Regions from separate parts of the Hordeum vulgare genome. Here region 1 is linked to region 2. The links are chromatin contacts, called in public Hi-C maps. All regions are on one chromosome and are shown on one strand. The core of a region is the stretch at or near the end of the contact, and the rest is flanking DNA. Distances in the headings are between cores, read along the strand shown.

What was found. Hi-C and Micro-C count contacts between places; a contact is called where the count stands out from the background.
Region 1: a Hi-C map of seedling shows a contact between it and region 2, with 3 times the contacts expected there. The contact joins the enhancer-like site here to the promoter of LOC123406306 in region 2. A contact is called at or near these places in 3 of 6 Hi-C or Micro-C datasets (leaf and seedling) and 1 of 1 datasets of contacts at active chromatin or transcription factors (embryo).

Annotation. Positions count from the first base shown.
Region 1 is chr6H:45,628,495-45,631,663 of MorexV3_pseudomolecules_assembly, reverse strand. No RefSeq gene overlaps it. Among protein-coding and RNA genes, the nearest start is that of LOC123402024, 130 kb to the left of the region's middle. Within about 2 kb of position 1,278, at least 3 of the 3 cell types and tissues checked have open chromatin away from gene starts, as enhancers often do. A contact at or near this core is called in leaf and seedling, where this site is marked.
Region 2 is chr6H:45,404,844-45,408,495 of MorexV3_pseudomolecules_assembly, reverse strand. It overlaps LOC123406306 (calnexin homolog), which reads right to left and starts at 1,691. Exons shown (of 6, transcript XM_045099793.1): 1 at 1,538-1,691; 2 at 1,373-1,442; 3 at 1-318. The coding sequence starts at 1,618.

The DNA of each region.
Region 1 (3,169 bases), core at 29-2,528, 220 kb before region 2:
TACCGGGCTGGGTATGGGGTTTGTCGAACACCCCGTACGTTTGGGCTGGATTTCTTAGTCCAGTTAGGTCAGGATTTTCGTTACGGGCAGTCACCGGTGAGGGTGCCCGGAGATTTGGAACTTATATAGGATGTTCGTTTGAAGATGCTCCTAAATTATCCTTCTTCTTGGTTACACCGGTTTCTTTGATAAACCTTGTTGTCTTCTCCAGGCGGTGAGGAGAAAGTTTTTCGTCATGCTCGCACACCAATGAATTTTGATGTTGGATACTTCAGACCGAATCGAGAGGTCAACGCCCAGCACTACAATTACAATGTGTTTTCGTGCATGAATGCTTTTCTGTTGTCATTGTCAAAGGTTATCCGGCTCCGGTATGGGAGTGATGATAACGGCAGGTAGCAGTGGAAAATTTGACTTACAACCTACATATTGAAATGACATTTTCACTTTCACACATTGACATTAGAGTTACACGCGAAGTAATTTATCTATGGCCAATATATTTGACTACCTCACAGATTGGCAACATTTTTAGTCGAGCAAGGCAGAACGTTAGCCATCATTAGTAGAATTTGACTTATACATGGGCATATCCTGGGTTGGGCTGGGCTTTGAGCCGGGCTAAAAAAAGCCCGCAACTGAAATCCCAGGCATGAGCCTGGCCCGGTTCGATTGTCGAGCCTAGCAAATAGGGCCCAAATCCGTCCTATGCCCGAATTTGATAGAGTTTGACTTGACCTCATATAAAATGACGTCTTCAAACTCGAGAAATTATTTACGTGCGAAATGAGCCGATCATTTCTTGAGTTCACAATTGCATGATGGTGATGCGAGAAACAGGGTTACCGCCATGGGATTAGCATCTCGTATTAAAACTTCGGGTTAGGTATGATTTTCAAAATTCCGGAGCAATTTAACGATAATTATAAAGCGAGATGCGAAAGCGGTGGCGGGGTCATGGACAAGGTGTTCTTTCCCGCTTTAGTTATTTTCTTCACTTTTTTGCAGTAGGCTAAAAGAATCAGAATGCAAATTCTTATTTGTTGTCTCATTCATTAACAATTCACGAAAACAACTCTAGTCTAATCAACTGCTCCTAGGCCGTTGATTGTTTCCTCGTCGTCGCCGGCCCGGTCCCGCAGAGGGAGATTAGGTTATGCTAATCTCATGATTTCTGCCAATTAATCAGGTAGCAGCCCGCTACCTGTGCATGTAGTATCTTGCTGGTTTGGCTTGGTATAAGCAGCCGGGACCGGCGGCCGGGTCGCGTCCCTTTTCGCTTTGGTGACCCGGTACCGGCGGCGTACTTCCGTGTCTCTTCCTGTTAGGACAAACGCTAGCTAATGTCCATGTGCAGCAAATAAATGGAGAATAATTGGGGGCTCGGGTGGTTTAACACCATAGCATGTGGTTGTATATATGGGCACGGGGAAGATAGCTGATGATCGGGGCCCCGGCGTCCGTCATCATTTTGGCGCCCTGCTCCTAATCATTTTCGACTCAAACCAGCTTGCTCGATCTGAGAAAAAAAAACTTGCTTCGAAGTTTCCCGTTAATTCCTTTCCAGCACAAACAGATGTTGGGAACAGGAGGCACGCACGGCCGTTGCTTTCGAGTCACACTCACTACTGCTGCCCCTACATGCACAAATTTGCAGCGGTTGGAGAGTCGACGTATGTACGGTGATATATACTTACGTACATGCGTGCGTACACAAGGCGGTTCTAAACCTCTGCTGCTATTTCGGCGAGACGCCCGCGCGAAATAGCGACCTGGCATGCGAACAGCACTACAGCGGATGTACGTACGTGCACCGGTACATGAAGCATGGTTGTGCCTGCTACTGATAGTCAAACTGCGTGTACCGACCACCTGCCACGAAACCAGCCAGCAGCCCGCCTACCGAGGCGTTCGCTTCCCGGCCACGGAATCGTATGTGGTACTACTTCACATAAAATAACGTTTCCGTGCCGGTCTCCAAAGAAAAAAGGGTGTGTATTACTAGTAGAGTAACATGTTTCCTCTGTTTTTTCTATGTCAAGATCGATTCAACGCCACGTGCCCATGCAGCTGCAAGTACGCACCGCATATATGCATCTTGTCCCATCTGCGATCAGGCTATCTCGATCGTGGCTGCGCGTGCACACGTACTATACGTCGGTAGGTAGGACGTGCCGATCGAGCCAGCCTCGTTACGTGCGTAACGAGATGTCTGAGGCGGTATCGAGCACGTACGGGCCGGCAACGATATGTGCATGTATATGTACGCGGCTGGTACGAGTTCCCGGCCGCCACTCAGGAAGAAAGTGCAGGGCGAGCCGTGGAGGTAGGTGCCGTGGCGTCGCGGTCGGTGTCCGTCGCGTCTCAGTCGTCCCTCTCCGGCGGCGTGCTCCACAGGATCAATACCCTGGCTTTGTCATGTGCGCTAAGCTACGACTACGAGACAAGACAAGTTCAAAATGACGGGGTGTAAGAGCATCTATCATGCATTTTTTCACTGTTTTAACTTTTTTTTCTAACATGAGCACAAAAAATGAACCAGACTTGAAACCATTTCACGATCTGACCCTTTTAGAAACGCCACAAGCCGTGGCGTTGCTGCCCCACTATGCAACGCCTGTCTACCGTGACGTTGCTGCCCTACAGTGACACGCCTGTTTATCGTGACGTTTTTTCTTTTTTGCAACGCCGGTCTAAAGGGGCGTTGCAGACCCACTGTGAAACGCCAACAGTGCTGGCGTTGCTGCCCAACAGTGACACGCCTGTCTACCGTGGCGTTTTTTCTTTCTTGCAACGCCAGTCTAATGTGGCGTTGCAGGCCCATTGTGAAACGCCAACAGTGCTGGCGTTGCAGACCCACTATGGAATGTAGCGACGACATCCAGCCAGCCCACGGCATGTTGCCAGCAACATGTGTAGTGCTGAAACGCCATGGACCATGGCGTTTCACGCCTGGCCTGCAACGCCACATTAGACTGGCGTTTGAGTGGGTCTGCAACGCCACATTAGACTGGCGTTTGAGTGGGTCTGCAACGCCACATTAGACTGGCGTTTCTATGTGTGTCCACAATGCCACGGGCTCTGGCGTTTTAAAAAAGGTCAAATCGTGAAATGGTTTCAATCAGAGTTCATTCCATGCAATACTTTCATCCCATGGGTCAAAATCGTG
Region 2 (3,652 bases), core at 442-2,941:
TAGGGTTCTTGTGCTTCAGGATGAAGTGAACCTTGTTTGTTGAACCGCACTTGTCAGGACCAAACATAATTGTGTATGGAGTATCATTGTCAAAGTCCTTGGCGTTCCATCCCACAGCCTGAGGACGGATGTACTTGATATAAGCACCTCCACACTCAAGGCCATTCTGAAGCCTCACTTCAAACTGCAGGACAACTGTCTTGTCCTTCAAAGTAACAGGGTAATCAAGCTCTTTGATTATGGCATATTTCCTGGCTGGCTCACTAACAAGGAGGCCATAGTCTTCATGGCCATCACTCTTCGAGTGCTTCCATGCACCTGTATGGCACATTATATTAACACAATACATGAGTGCAGTACTAAAAGTATTAGTGGAACAACAAATTTTGACAGGAAATGGAGTCGAATGAACAACTGCCAGACAGGCAAAACCTACATTAGAAAAGACATGGGAAACAAGGCAGATAATCAAAGAACAAGAGGCATAAGTTTAACGCAGAAATGCCAATTCTTAGTGAGAAAAACAGGGCATGAACATGAATTAACTGTATGACAAGAGTTGCAAAGAACATCATTTTACAGCTAGCCATCTACTAATCGCAATACTCACAAATCACCATTCCATTTGTACCATCAGAATCCCTATCAAAAAACAATTAGGTCACAAGGTTGCCAAGCCATCATAATTCACCTAGTAATGTTACACTGTTAAGAGCGAGGTGCTGCACTTTGCATCGATCATATGACATGCTAGCAGGGAAACAATACATAGAGCAACAATTTTAATTAACTCGATGGGGATATTGATATAATTATAAAGACAACTACCACAATGCAGACAATTGCTGCATTTTCTCGACGTTTCAAATGCAGCTCATCTACACAAATTAAACTGTCATCACGCAGAAAGGCAGGAACAAGACTATACATCATAGCCAATTCACCTCTCAAAACACATTGCATGTACTCTTCGTTCCTCCGCATTGTTCTATCATATACTGACTAGTGACTACAAATAATCTAACAACTGTGGAGCGCTTATTGTCACCAACAAGACCATGGCAGTGGATGCGTAGCGGATCTGAACTAACGCATCACCATATGTAGGAACAAAGGCAACAATCTGCAAACATATTCTGAATCTCACGGTCGCCAAACGTATCGCTCCCGATAACTCATCGCTACCTCAACTAAACAATTGAATCGAACTCCACATAAAATCGCCTCACAACGTTAGCAGATCAGATTCAGCACCTCGGAAGTCAGTAGAGAATCCCACAGAACGGATCAGAAACCCAGCCACCTGCCGCTAAACCCAAGCACGGATCTCTCACAGATCGAATAACACGCAACGGAAAGGCGGGAGAATCACCTTTGTACTCATCCTTGCCGGACACGATCCAGCTCCCGTCGAAGCTCTCGTCGAAGGACTCGTGGAACAGCTGCGAAACCCCACGCAGAACATCACAAATCTCACCCAAAATTGAGCGGAAAAAAGAACCGGAAGCAGCGACACGAAGCCGGGGAGATGAATTACCGGATCCGACGCGCTGATCTGCGCGAACAGCGCCGAGATCACCAGCAGCGGCAGCAGGAGCACCGCGCGCCCTCCCGTCATCCTCCTCCCCTCCGCGATCTCTCTGGGACCGGAAGAAACTTCCACTGGTGTCGATCTTCGAAGCGACCGATGCCGGGGGAGGAGACGGGTGTAATTGAAGGGGCGACAAGGAACGTTGGACGGCTGGGATGAGGCGGGGTGGAGGATGCGACGGCCGAGATGTGCTGGACGGGGAGGTTGTGTCGCGATACGTGGCGTGAGTCGTTCCGGCCAATCAGGGGCTGCTTAGACGGGATGTTAGCCAACGGAATGGTGCCACGTACGCATGGTGACGCCTGGACCCACCGGGGGCTCCACGTGGAAGCTTTGGGCGGGTTTTTTTCCTCTCACTGACTTTGTCAGATCTTCCTCGAGACTCGAGTGACCTTCTTTTCTGTTCAAACGTGAGTTTTCTTTTTCAGGACTAAAAAGCTTTATTCATACTCCCCGTCTAGAATAAGGCGTAAAATGATAAAATGAATGTACTTAAAATTAATATCATTTAGGTAAATTTATTATTTTACAAGTAATTTTAAATGGAGTGAGTATGAAATAGCGTGTTAAATGTGGGTTTTCGCACTTTAGATGCACCGTCAACCATCAGGCTCCTGACCAGAAAACCACGGGGAGTCCAAGCAACACTCTCTCATCTCTAAGGTCTTGTTCGGTAGCAAAGTATTATAAAAAAACAAAGTATTCAAAATTACAGTAATGAATTTAACATGTAAGCATAAAATGTCATGGTTTTAATATAATAGCGTCCGCGTCGCCCCTGCCGGCGGTTTGGGCGGAACCCTAGCCGCAGCTGTCGCCACCCCCTTCCTCTGCTTCCTCTTCTCTCGTCGTTGGAGGAAGCCAGCGGGCTAGGCCCGGTCGGCAAACGGCGATGGCAAGGCGTTTCCTCACCTTGTTGTGCGCTCTCGCGGTCGGTAGAAGGAAACTGCCTACACATCTCAGGCAGTTGTCCGAGCTGCTTGGGGCCTAAATCCACCTCTCTCTGTGTGTCTATGTGTTTTCATTTGCGCTGGGCTGGACCTCTTGCGAGATTGCATGTTCGGGGTCACGGGCCCACAAAAGTTTTTCAAATTTATATGTTAATAAACTCCTTTTGATTTGTTATTTAATTCTTTGTGGGTTCAATAGAAATTTTATTCCATAGTAACAGGGTTACAATCTGAAGGCCAAATTTCCTCTATACATGGAGGACCTTGATGCAACCACACAGTCATGATGCATTTAGTTCGACTATACCTAGCTAGGCAATCTGCATGCCATGTTTTGATCTCTATGAATTTTCTGAGGAATAAAATCCCTACCGATCAATATAAACTTAATCTCCGAAACCATCTGTCCTTAAGCAGAGTGATCCAAACTATTACTACTCTCTCCGTCCAGGTGTATAAGGCATGCGCGTAGTTCTAGGTCGTTAATTTAACTATTTAAATATATAATATATGTAATAAATAATATATCATTAGATTCATGCGGGGATGTAGTTTTTGAATATGTAATTTTTATGGCATATGATATATATTTAGCTAGTTAAATTAACAACCTAGAACTACGTACATGCCATATACACTTGGACGAAGGTAGTAGAAAGGATAGAATGAGCCTTCAAGAGCTTGTTTGCAATCAAATACTCCCTCCGTTCCTAAATATAAGTCTTTGTAAAGATTTCACTGATGGACCACATACGGATGTATATAGACATATTTTAGAATATACATTCAGTCATTTTGCTACGTATGTAGACATATAGTAAAATCATTTAAAAGACTTATATTTAGGAACGGAGGGAATATGTACCAATATGTAGCAGAACCCACCGAGCCATCCCGTCTTCTCAAAATCATTCCAACAGCTGCCGATCCATCATCTTGCGCATACACCCCATCAACCGAAAGTGCCAACATGCTTTGGATATGTTCTGATGCAACAAAACTAAGCTTGTATTTCCTTTATAAAGTTATATAGCTTTTCTTTTTTCTTAAGTGAAACGTAGCAGTGTACATTGCCAATTTGGCAGGAAATTTAGCAGTGCACATTTTGCAC